Linked DNA regions of Mus musculus: region 1 is linked to region 2. Evidence: chromatin contacts called from public targeted proximity ligation data. All regions are on one chromosome and are shown on one strand. The core of a region is the stretch at or near the end of the contact, and the rest is flanking DNA. Distances in the headings are between cores, read along the strand shown. Region 1 holds the start of Ehd1 (EH-domain containing 1). Region 2 holds the start of Tmem151a (transmembrane protein 151A).

Region 1 (6,102 bases), core at 101-2,600, 1.2 Mb before region 2:
AAGATCCTGGGTGTTAAGAGCTCCTCAGGCAGGCCACTGTGATTCATTCATAGCATCCTGAGGGGCTGACTCTAACTCACCGGGAACTGGTTAAGCTGAGACTCCAGGAGACACACGAAGTCTATCCAATCTATCCTAGACTATGGGTCTGGTCATTTCAGGAGCCACAGTGTTACCACCCCCTGAAGTCCCTGAAGTCTCCTGAGGCAACACTGACTTAAGCTTTTTTTGTTTTGTTGTGTTTGAGACAGGGTTGTCTCCTGTACTCCTGGCTGGTTTGGCATTCACGTAAGTGCTGCTTTTAGGAGGGGTGTTGGGACTCCTTCATCCCCTGCCTTCAAAGGGGGCTGCCCCCAAATCAGCAGACCAAAGCATAGCCTCCGCGCCCTTCCTACACAAAACCACTGGTCCCTGGAGATGTGACGCAGAGAGTGACACACTAGCAAAAGGAACATCTAAGTCTCGAGGTTTCCCAGGACACACACTTTAAAAACGGACCCCAGAGGAGGAGGGGGATTCATGAGAATGAGCTGGGTGCCTCCAGAATGAGGAACAAGAAAGGGGGGACAGCAATGGTTCATCTTCTCACAGCAGCCCCCCGCTCTGTGGGAAGTAGGTCTGGGGTCTGCAGGAGGATGTGAGAGTTAAACTGAAAACCTGGAAGGTTCTGGGAATGACAGAAGCCAGAAGAGTGGACGATGCCTAGTCTCTAACTTCTCTCGGGTAGTTAGTGGGACGCAGCAAAGCCGGTGTCCCTGGGAGTGGTCGCCTAGGGTCTGGCGGGGGCTCTCGGAGACAAAGGCCGGCTGGGGGCAATGGCTCCGGAGGCCTTTGGTATCCTCGCGCTGGGGGGCAAGGGGTGGGTACCTGTTGAGGAAGGCGTTGCCGAAGGCGTTGAGCTTGCGGAAGGGGCGCCGCGGGTCCACGACGAGCGCGTTGCCGGGCACCACGCCCTCGGTGGGGCCGTGCATGACCGCGATGAAGGAGTCGGTGGTGGGCTCCGGCCCGATGCGCATCCCCGGGAAGTCCTGCTCGATCAGGTGGCGGATGAAGGTGGTCTTGCCGGTGCTGTACTGGCCGACCAGGAGCACCATCGGCTTGTTGTCGAAGTCAGCGTCCTCCAGCGCGGGCGAGTGGAACTCGTGGAAGCGATAGTGCTCCTCCAGCGGCAGCAGCTTCTGCGCGTACAGCTGCCGCAGCCCCTCGGCCACCGTCTGGAAGAGCTCCGGCTCCTTCTTGCGGCGGGCATCCTTGCTCACCCAGCTGAACATGATGCCGGAGACGGGGCTGGCTGCTACAGGACGGAGCGGTGGCTGAGCGGGACTGGGGCGCGCGGCCGAGGAGGGGCCGGCCGGCCGGCGGAGGGCAGAGGGGCAGGGGGCGGGGCGCTGCCCGCACCGCGCAGGCGCAGGCTCGAGGGCCGGCGTGAGGACCACGACAGCGCCCTCTGCCGAGGGTCGCGCGAACCTCGTCGAGCCGCCCCTTTATAATAAGCCGGAGCCCGGCGTTCCCGCACGCTGGCCGCCGCCTCGAGGCTGGCCCGAGAGGAGGCGGGGGAAGAGCCCTCCAGGCCCCGCCCCATTCGCGTGCCACGTCCTCTTCTGCTTCCCATTAGCTGATTTCAAATATCGCGAGCTCGTGGCTGCGGTGCCTTGGCAACCGCACCTGTTTTGCTCCGCCCCTCGAGGGATGGCTCGTGGAAGTGTGGCGGTCGCGGGTGCCAGAGTCTGGCGTCGAGATGTACTAAGTCTGAGCACCATCTAGCACGTGTGGGCTTCCGGACACCCCCAAGTACTTCAGCTGCGCTCCCCAACTGCAGTGTTTCCGCTGGCTAGGAACTCCCAAAAGCATCGGGAGCCTCACCCTTTGGTCTTTTAGCGACTCTGGAGAGGGACAGGACAGCGGGAATAGGGAAAGCCGAGGGAGTACAGGACACCGGGAAGAGGAATATCGGTAAGGAAGGAGGAAGAGTGCGCTGGGACTCCACTCAGACTGATGGGAGAGGGACACGGCAATGGAAACAATTGACGTGACCTAGCGGGGAGTTTTCACCAAGGCGGTGCCAGCTGCGGAATGGGGTAAAAAGTTGCAGCTTTCTGGCTAGATGAGTTTGGAGGAAGTGAAATCGGAAATACCCTTTGTAAGGAAGAGGGGCAGTGTTGAGCAACAATGAAATGTTGTGGGAACTTAGGGGAAATTAAAAGCCCCAAAATTTCCGCTTTCCTGTCAGGGACACCACCAGTACCATCTCTTGTTCCGTTCTGAGTCCCAACCTGTTTCCAGTTGGTAGCTGTTCCCCACCATCATACCTGGCCACACCTAAGCCCCCTTGGCTGTGTCTGCTGGTGTCTAGTGGGTGATGTCAGAGATTTGGGGACTATGATTGTTAGGTAACTAATATCAGGTCACCCAAGTGGCAGGAGGATCTAAGGGCCATTGGAGAAGTCTAAAAGGCACCGGAGGAGTTGTTTAGCACACAGTTGTGGTCTCAACTGTTTGGAAAGGTTGGAGGATCACTTGAACCCATCGATTTGAGGCCAGCCTCGACAACAGACGCTGTCTTAAAAGAAAAAAAAAAAAAGACAAAATATTTATCGATGAGGCTAAATTCATAGCTTAGTGGTAGAAGCACTTGCTTAGCGTGCACAAGCCAGTAGGGCCCATCCCCAACAGCACTAGAGCCAACAGAAAATCATGGGAACTTGAAAGCCTTGGATCCCACTTGAAAACTTTGATTTGGAAGCCTGTGAGCTAGACACCTATGTGGGGTTAGGCGGGGAGAAAACAGTGGGATCTCACAGGAAGAAAGAGCCGTGTGTATATTGAGGGATCTCAGTCAAGTGGGATCCAGAGAAGGCAAGGTGGGAAGGTTCAGAGATCATTGCCAGAGACAAGCAAATCCCAGCCTGCCTGCAGGCTCTGGGCCAGGCTTCTTCTTTGATCTGGAGTTTCTCCTTTTTTGTGTGGTGGGGGGGGTATTGTGAGTGTGCCATTTGGTGAGTGTGCTATGGGGGTGTGAGTGTGCTATGGGGGGGTGGGATGAGTGTGCTATGGGGGGGTGAGTATGCTATGGGGGGGTGAGTGTGCCATGGGGAGGCAAGTGTACTTTGGTGGAGGGGGTGAGTGTGCCACGGGGGGGAGGGGGATGAGTGTGCCATGGGGGAGTCAAGTGTACCATGGTGGAGGGGGTGAGTGTGCCATGGGGGAGTCAAGTGTACCATGGTGGAGGGGTTGAGTGTGCCATGATACAAGTCAGAAGACAACTTTCTGGAGTTCCCTGTTGAGGCTAGACTTTGATTCTTCCTCCCAGCCCCATGCTCCCAGGAATAAGACTCAGACTAATAATGTATTTACAAAGATCTAGGCCATAAGCTAGGCTCTTCTCTGACTAGATCATAGCTAAATAGAACCCATTTATAGTAACCTACATTCTGCCTTGGCTGGTTACCTGTGCTCAGGTAGCATGCTCCTTACATCTTCCTGGCAAATCTCCCACCTCCTCCTCTCTCAGAATTCTTTCTCCTCCATATGTTCCACCTTCTATTTCCTTCTTAAGCCATAGGCCATAGGCGTTTTAGTTAACAGGCAAGGCATGCATATGCTTCATAGCTGTTCCTCTACAACTCTCTCCTTCTACCATGTGGGCCCTGGATCAACAGCCCTGACAAGTGTGTTGTCCTACTGAGCTGTCCCGACAACCCTCATCTCATTAGCCTTCTTTCCATCCATCACAATAAGGCGCAGAAGTCACGGGCCCCCATTTTTAGGAAGAAGCTCTTGGACAGGGGCTGTGACCATCAGCTGTGTGCCAACTCGTGACAGGAGCCTCAGGCAAGCCCAGTCCAGACCTTGGCCAGCCTTGGACGCTAAATGATTTCTGCCTCCTACGCAGCCTAGATGAGGGTCCGCCCCGGAGATGTAATTTCAGGGCTGGTTCAGAGAAGAGCCGGAGGCAGAGGATCCTAAATGAGGTGGTTGTTTAGCCGTCTGGATAACTACATGATACTGTGTCTCCAGCAACACTCAGACTGACCGGTCATGGTCTTCACGTCTCCCCAGAGTCCTGTGTGCTGAGAAAACCCAGCCCCAGAAAACAGAAAACAAAATGTCCCTGGGTTATTTATAAATGAGATGAGATGTGTGCGTCCACTCAGCTTTGTCCAAGGAACTGAGAGGGCCAGAAGGGCTCCTCACCCTTCCTCTTTCCCTCCCTCACTGAGGCTCAAGGGGCCCAGAAATTAATTCCCTACTTCCCCGGGTCCTGGGTACCTTCCTACCTTGTAATGTCCCAGATTGCAAAACTCCTAATTTCCCTCCCATTTTTGAGTAGGGCACTTGCTGTTTGGTGGCAAGGCGTAGAAAGTGAACAAGCCATGCACTGTTGGTTTCTCTGCTGTTTGGCCTTCTGTCTGCCGAGTCACAAACAGATGGGCAAGAGTCAAGGATTTGCTTAGCTCGTAAACTGCCCACTGCCAGTGATGTTTGCACACACACCACACACACCCACACACACACACACACACACACACACACACACTGTTAGGACAAGCATTGTCCCCAGCAGAAATCTCCCACTTCCTTGCCTTCAGTCTCCTTGGTCCCCTATTGCCCTGATCTAAGAAAGTATTTTTGGGCTGGTCCTGGTGGCACCTGCTTTTAATGCTGGCATTCAGAAGGCAAAGGCAGGCAGGTCTCTGTGAGTTCCAGGCAAGCCTGGTCTACAGAGTAAGTGCCAAGATAGCCAGAGCTGCACAGAAGAGAAAAAAAGTGTTTGCCAAATCCCTAAAGACAAATTTTATTTTGAAAACAACGTTGTATGTTGTGTATGTGTGTGTATATGTGTTGTATATGTGTTGTATATGTCTGCAGTGCCATTGGAGGCCAGAGAGTATCAGATCCCCCGGGATGAGAGTTCAAGCTACTTGTGAGCTATCGTGTGGATGCTAGGACTCAAACCCTGGACCTCTTAAGGAGTACCCAGTACTTAACTGCTGAGCCCATCTCATCAGGTCCAGCTTCCTCTGCCCCGCCCCCCTCCTTTTTGAGATGTGGTCTCACTCTGTAGTCCTGGCCTAACACTATGTAGACCAGGTTGGTCCCCAACTCAGAGATTGGCTCTCTCTGCTTCCTGAGTGCCGAGATTAAAGGTATATATCACCATATCAGGCTTACTAAAGACAACTTTTAAAAAAGTAGAGGAGGTTTTCTCCAAATATGGCAAAAGAATTGGACTGGGGAAAGCCCGAAACACAGGCTTCTCCCTGGCTGAGTAGTGGCTCATTCTTTCCACTTAGGAAGTCTGTTCAGAAGCACAGATTTGCTCCCACAGTTAGGAGTAGATTTGGCAGCGGACCAGTTCTATTAAAAAGGAAACAGGGCTGGGAAATGGTTTGGTTGCTAAGAGCACTTGCCATGCAAGCATGAAGACCTAAGTTCAAATCCCCAGCTCCTCGTATAAAGCCTGTAACTCCAGAGCTGTGATAGCAAAGACAGCCTGGCTTCAAGTTCCGCAAGAGACTCTGCTTCAAGGGATTGAGATTCTCCTCGAGCCTCTCTGAGCGCACACAAACACAGCCGTCTAACACCGCAAACCATGGATCCGGGTGTGCTTGCATTTACCCTTACTCCCAGCCAGAGGCAGGTGCGTTTCTGTGAGTTCAAGGCCAGCCTGGTCTACATAGTGAGCTGAAGACCAGCCCGAATTATGTGATGAGACTGATCTCTGTATCCAAAAAGAGGGGGTGGGGGTGGGGGTGGGGTCTGTTCTTCCTCCACAGGTTGGGTTTTCCAGTGCTGGTTGGATTCTTGGTTGTTCTCAAATACTAGTAAGGAAAAAGTCTGAGCACCCAGGGTGTCAGGTGATTTGCCTTAAGAAACACAGGCCTGAAGGAAAAATTAGACCTTTGGAATCTGAACTACTTAGACTCTGGCCCATCCCACCAGCAAGGTCCTGCAGGCGGAAGGGCAGAGGTTTAGAGCCTCTTTCGAAAGAACAGGCTAGAGGGGTCGCTGCCCTGTGGCTCACCAGCTGCTTAGTGCTTTACACCTTAGGCTTGCCCCTGCCCCAGGTGATGCCTGTACCTGACGCTGTGCACATGTGAG
Region 2 (6,193 bases), core at 1,954-4,453:
GGGTCGTGGGTACTTCGCTGAGTCGTGGGTACGAACACTACTGAAACAGCTACTTCTCTTGCCTGGTCCTGACCGAAGTTACCCGACGGCCCGACACGTCCCAGGGCTGTCCGATCGCGGCCGCCATGTCCTTGGCGTCACACTTCGCTGTCTACCATTGGCTCGTCGGAAGAGCTGGTTCTCCCCCTTTACACTTTCAATTGGCTACTGGTGAGCTCTCTTCCAATCGGGTTTTGTCATATTCAACTTCCGACAGATAGGGGGCGGAGCTACTCAAGATGTTCTCGGATTGACTAGTAGGCTGGCTAATTTGCGGCGCTACCAGCCAATAGGTGAGAAGGAGTTGTAACTTAGTTCCGCGTCTGCGCCAAGAGGCGCTTGACGCTCCTTGCCACGACTACGCCAATAGGAAGATTAAAGTCCTGACCGACCCAACTAGTCAGGGCACAAAGCTGGCTCCGCCGCAATGCAGTCCAAGAGGAATGCGGCGGTCGGTCAAGCTCTGACTGATCCCTGCCCCTACTCTGTGCTCTTTCCTCCAATTCACTCCATCCTGTTTTGGAGCTCCGGCCTGCTAGAAATTGTTGTTGTTGCCCGCACCGGGAGAGTGACAGCGCGGCCCTGAGCCCTGGAACGCTGACTCCTCCTCCGCCCTCCCACTCCTTTCAGAACTGGTGCTGTCCGTCGGCTGGTGCTGAAAATGCCCTGTAGAGTCCGCCGCTGGGCTCATCCCCGAGGGCCTCTGCTGGGAGGGTTTGGAATCGCGCTCAATACGTTATGCACACACGCACTCACACGCACACACGCGCTCACGCATGGGGCAGGAGACAGAAACTGAGACCACCCAGAAGATACGAAGTCCTGGTGGTATACATGGGACAGGAATCTGTACTGGGCCTTGTTCCATCGCTTTCTCCAGTGGTCCGGGAGATTTGGGAGGCAGAGGTGTAGTGACCTGTCTCCTGAAGGTCTCCTGAGTCATCACCAGTCCTGTGATCTCCAAGTGAGGCCCGTAAGCTTCACTCCTAGTCTCCTAGGCTCTTTTCTTCCCACCCAGGCTGTAACCACTCCCATCGTCGCTGGAGACAATCCCTCCAAGGGTCCCTCTCTCACAGACTGTCAGGTACTATTCTCTAGATAGCATGACACACCCTCGGATACTTACAGCTGACTAACTACTCAGCGTTTAGTTGCATAAGGTCAGACTTTTCTGATCCCCAAACTCAGCCCATGCTGTCCAACAGCTGCTTTTGCTCCTCCGCCTGGGATGCGGGAGATATGCCTTTCCCTTTTTATCCATTTGTCCAAATCCTTTAAGAGTCATGTTAGCTTGCTTGTGAGATGGCTCAGCAGACTGCCAAGCCTGAGAACCTAAATTCAATTCCCAGACGGTGGAAGAAGAGAGCCAACTCCGAAAAATCTTCCTCCGATTTGTACACTCGAGCTATGTTAAAGTGCACCTCTTTGCACCATCCCGCCCAGAGAGAGATACACAGAACAAATACATTTAACATGTAATTAATTTTGGGGGGGGGGGGAGATCGGGACTGGAGAGATGGCTCAGTGGTTAAGAGCATTGGCTGACTGCTCTCCGAAGGTCCCAGCAACCACACAATGGCTCACAACTATCTATACAGCTATTGTGTATTGTATATATAAAATAAATAAATAAATCTTGCCAGTTGTGGATGCGTACGCCGGTAGGATTTGGTGAAGGAGGCAGAGGCAGGAGGATCACGAGTTCAAGGCCAGCCTACAAAATCACGAGTTCGAGGTCTACAAAATAGTTCCAGGACAACCAGGGCTATACAGAGAAACCCTGTCTCAGAAAAAAAAAAAAAAAAAAACAACCAACCAAACAAACAAACAATCAAAAAAACCCAGAGGTCCTGACTTCAATTCCCAGAAACCACATGGTGGCTCACAACCATCTGTAATGGGATCTGATGCCCTCTTCTGGCATGCAGGTGTACGTGCAGATAGAGCACTCATACATAAAATAAATACACCTTTAAAAAATAAAAATAAAAGGGGGGATCACTTTAGCCCTTACAGAGGGACAAAGGGAACGGAGGCTTGACCATGGCCCAGAGTGATGGCTAGAGTCTGGGTTCTAAACCCCTCTTTAATCAGATTTTCCCTGAATATTTTCCATGAGGACAGGAACTATGTCATTCCTAACACCTATCTATGTCTTCCTAGTGCCCAGGCACACTAACTACATATAGACAATAGCCAGAAAACATTTAGGCCCAATAAGTAAACAAATGGGTGCGGTTGGAGAGATGGTCGCTCTTCCAAAGGACCTGCTTAGATTCCCATTATTCACTCAGCAGCTCACAACCATCTATCATTCCAGTTCCAGGGGATCGAACACCCTCCTCTGCCCTCTGTGGGCACTGCTTGTATGTGGTGTACAGACAAACATACAGGCAAAACACATATAAAATAAAATAGTAATTTTAAAAGTAAACACAAAATAAGCAAAGATGGAGGACAGTGAAATATACTTTTAGTCCCAGCTCAGGAGGCAGAGGTAGGTGAATCTCTGAATTTGAGGCCTCTGAAATGTGAGAAACCAGCCCCGTGAGCTATACACACCTGAGAAAAGGGTGTCCCATGCAGGGCAAACCTATCACACACACACCCCGCCCCCGCCTGGCCTAAACATGCTAGTGACTTTAATCCAACATATTATCATTCCCATTTCTCAGATAGAAAGGCTGAGTTTATGGCTTGAACATGCTGGTCAAAAGTCGCGCAGCCTAGAGTTCCTGGTGCCCTGGCTCCAGCCCACCAGCCTGTAATCCAGCAGATGAGACTGTCTTTCCCTTCTGGGTATTAACTGTCAACAAGCAAAGCTTATGGGGTGAAGTCTGGGTGGGCTTAGTGCTGGGCCTATTCCCTAGAGAGGAACCTGCGGACGTCCACCCACCATGGCCGTCTTCATTACTCAGTTGGGGAGACTCGGGTGCCGCAGAGCAAGGACTCGCCCAAGGTCGCAAGCGCGAGCGCGGCTAGAGAAACCAGGCGTCCGGCGGTCCAGACTGGGCTTCCCACAGGCGAGGGGGTGGAGATGGGGTGTGCCCGCGGTGCCAGGCGCGGCCAGCGGCGCCACCGGTGCTGCGGGGGCGGGGTCAGCGGAGGGCGGGGCGCCGGGCACCGCGGCCGCCAACGCCGCCGCGCTCGGGCTGGGCTCCGCGCACTCTTCAGCGGCCGCCGAGCCGAGCGGACGCCCCTCGGGGCCGCACCGCAGCCCCCCCGCACCCCTGCTTATCATGCCCCGAGCCAGGGCCTGGCAGCCGAAGCAGCCAGGACACCATGCCGGAGGGCGAAGGTGGAGACTGCGGGGAGGTGCCCGCGCTCGTTCCGGACGGCGAGCCGCTGCGAGAGGAGGTACCGGGGGCGAGTAGTGGGAAAGAAGCCAGGGCTGTAGAGAGGTGAAGGGGACAAGTAGAGGGGCGATCCCCGGAGAGGGATTGAGGAGGAAAGTCCCGGAGCCCCTCCAGCAATGACGTCATTGGGGAGACAGCGTTCTGGTAGGGGTCGAGGCTTCGGGATCCACGTAGGTCAAGGCAGGAATAGATGGCAGGAATGTAGGGGAGACCCTGACCCTCGACGCCCCCTCAACCATCTTCTCCTGTCCTGTGACGTCAGCCCCTGTGGCCCCCACACGTCCCTGTTCCATAGCGCAGCCGGGGATGCTGTCCGTGACTGCTTGGGCCATGGGGTCAGGCCCCCAGTCCAGCCCAGTTGCTCACGAGGTGTCGGGCGGTGCCTGCAATGCAGTAGCGGTGGCAGGGACTGGAGGTGGGGGAGGGAAAAACGGAAGAGAAAGGAGCGGAGCCTGCTGATACCTTTCTCTCCCCCACCCCCAGGTGAGGACTGAGGGCCCACTCCAGTGGCTGAGATCCCCAGACCCCCTCCCCAGCTCTAGCTAGGAGGATGTGCCAAGTGTAAGATGATAGGTGTGGAAAACAGGGTGGTGTGTGGTCTGCATGTGTGAGCGGATATAAATGCATTTTGTGGTGTGTGTGTGTGTGTGTGTGTGTGTGTGTGTGAAAGAATTCTGGTGATGTGTTCCCTGTGTCTTCAGTAGAAACATATATACCCTGTAGTCAGGTGAGCCTCTGGTGGGTCCCTTGCCTTGGGTCTTCACCCAAGAGTGTGGGTGTGTATGATTTCATGCTGTGCCTCTCTAGTGTGTTGCTAAGTATGGACTGTGGGTGTCAGGTTGCTATAGGGTGGGGTAGGCATGCACTGTGGTCAGGTGAGGGTCTTACATGTCTAGGTGCCAGAGTGTAACATGTATGTGCATATGCCCTGTGCTGATGTGGTCTTGAGTGTGTGGGTGTACCTTGCTACAGCCCTGATGTTTGTTCTCTGAAAATAAGTGAGGTTCTGTTGTTTCTTAATGAGCGATGGTGTTCCTTTGTGGTAGGTGGGTCTATGATGAGCCTGTGTTGGAGGTGTGGATGGGTGGGTGTGTGCCCCTGGCTGGCACAGGTCTAAGTGGCAGAATGCACCTGTAAATTTCATGCACCATGGGACCAGGCTGCTCTGGATGGGTCTGGGGGCCAGTCTCCTCTCCTTTTGGGCCTCTCGAGGTATGGTAGGACTGAGTAGGTGACATTACCCAGACTCCCACTCTATACCCTCCACCTTTTCTCTCCAGTTCCCTTTCCCCTTCCCATTTCCTTCTCTTCTATTGACACCAGAGCTGAGGTAGCCAGGCTGGCAGTTCTACCATGGAGAATATGCCAAGATCTTTGGGTCAAAAAGTACTTTGTGCTGCCCAGCAACTTGTGTCCCACCCCTTCCCTCAGCAGATTAGGGATGGAGGGTGGCCCTCTATCTGCTCCTAGGCCTGAGACTTACACCTCTCCCATTCCTCATCTCCCCCACCCCCACCCCGACTTAACAGCCTCTTCCGAGTCTCCTGCCATCCCTTGTGGAACAGGGGACCAGTGGGAGCCACAGGGTAGCAGCAAAAGTGTTTATTCCCAGGGCCAGACCCTGTGCTAACAAATTCCCACATGTGATCTCTCTGAATCCTCAACAGCCAGGTGTGCAGATGAGAAAACAGGGTTGGAGTAGGTGAGGGGTCCGCCCAAATCACACTGAGAAGAAGGTGTAGAGCTGGGGCTCCTTAGCCTGCACACACACACACACACACACACACACACACACACACACACCACTTCTTACCACATCAGCCTCCTAGATCACCATAACCAAAATCCAGAGGCAGAGAGAGTAAAAATGTAGCCAAATGCACACAGAGGATTAGAGACAGAACAGCAACTGCCAGAAATCAGATTTCTAGGTAGTCATTGGGGGAGGGGGGGCGGGGTCATTTCTTCTCTGTTGGGATCTTATTCGGGTAGGGGGCTGCTAACAGCAGGGCACGGGGCACAGGAGGAGGCAAGCTCATAACAGATAAACAAGGTTTGCTACTGTGAGACTTGCTGCAAAAAAAAAACGCTCAATCAATAGAAGCCTCAGTTTCTTCTTCTGTAAAGTGGGTCCACCTCCTTCCTACTAGTGGTTCCCCACTGACATCTTCCTCTCCTTTCTCTGCCCACCCCGCAGCAGCGGCCCCTGAAGCAGTCCCTGGGAGGCTCTCTGTGTCGAGAGTCTCACTGGAAGTGCCTGCTCCTTACACTGCTCATCCATGCCTGTGGGGCTGTGGTGGCCTGGTGTCGCTTAGCCACTGTGCCCCGCCTGGTCCTGGGGCCTGAGGCAGCCTTGGCTCGTGGGGCTGGCGGTCCACCGCCCACCTACCCAGCCAGTCCCTGCTCGGATGGCTACCTGTACATCCCATTGGCCTTCGTCTCCCTCCTCTACCTCCTCTACCTGGCCGAGTGCTGGCACTGTCATGTGCGGTCATGCCAGGCGCCTCGCACCGATGCCAACACAGTGCTTGCCCTGATCCACCGGCTGCAACAGGCTCCGCCCTGTGTCTGGTGGAAGGCCACCAGCTACCACTACGTGCGCCGCACACGCCAGATCACCCGCTACCGCAATGGGGACGCCTATACCACCACACAGGTCTACCATGAGAGGGCGGACAGTCGCACAGCTCGGGGTGAGTTTGACTACAGTGCACATGGTGTCCGTGACGTCTCTAAGGAGCTCGTGGGCCTGGCAGACCACGCAGCCACGCGGCTGCGTTTCACCAAGTGCTTCAGCT

What was found.
Region 1: a contact with region 2 is called in a targeted proximity ligation map of pancreatic cancer cells. A contact is called at or near these places in 3 of 39 promoter capture datasets (the SN4741 cell line and liver), 1 of 484 Hi-C or Micro-C datasets (B cells) and 2 of 130 datasets of targeted methods (kidney and pancreatic cancer cells).

What each region holds. Positions count from the first base shown.
Region 1 is chr19:6,272,144-6,278,245 of GRCm38.p6, reverse strand. It overlaps Ehd1 (EH-domain containing 1), which reads right to left and starts at 1,350. Exons shown (of 5, transcript NM_010119.5): 1 at 868-1,350. The coding sequence starts at 1,271. Gm14963 (predicted gene 14963) reads left to right here and starts at 1,668. Exons shown (of 2, transcript NR_168273.1): 1 at 1,668-1,953.
Region 2 is chr19:5,082,501-5,088,693 of GRCm38.p6, reverse strand. Tmem151a (transmembrane protein 151A) reads left to right here and starts at 3,203. Exons shown (of 2, transcript NM_001001885.2): 1 at 3,203-3,396; 2 at 5,593-6,193. The coding sequence starts at 3,322. Yif1a (Yip1 interacting factor homolog A (S. cerevisiae)) reads right to left here and starts at 156. Exons shown (of 8, transcript NM_026553.4): 1 at 1-156.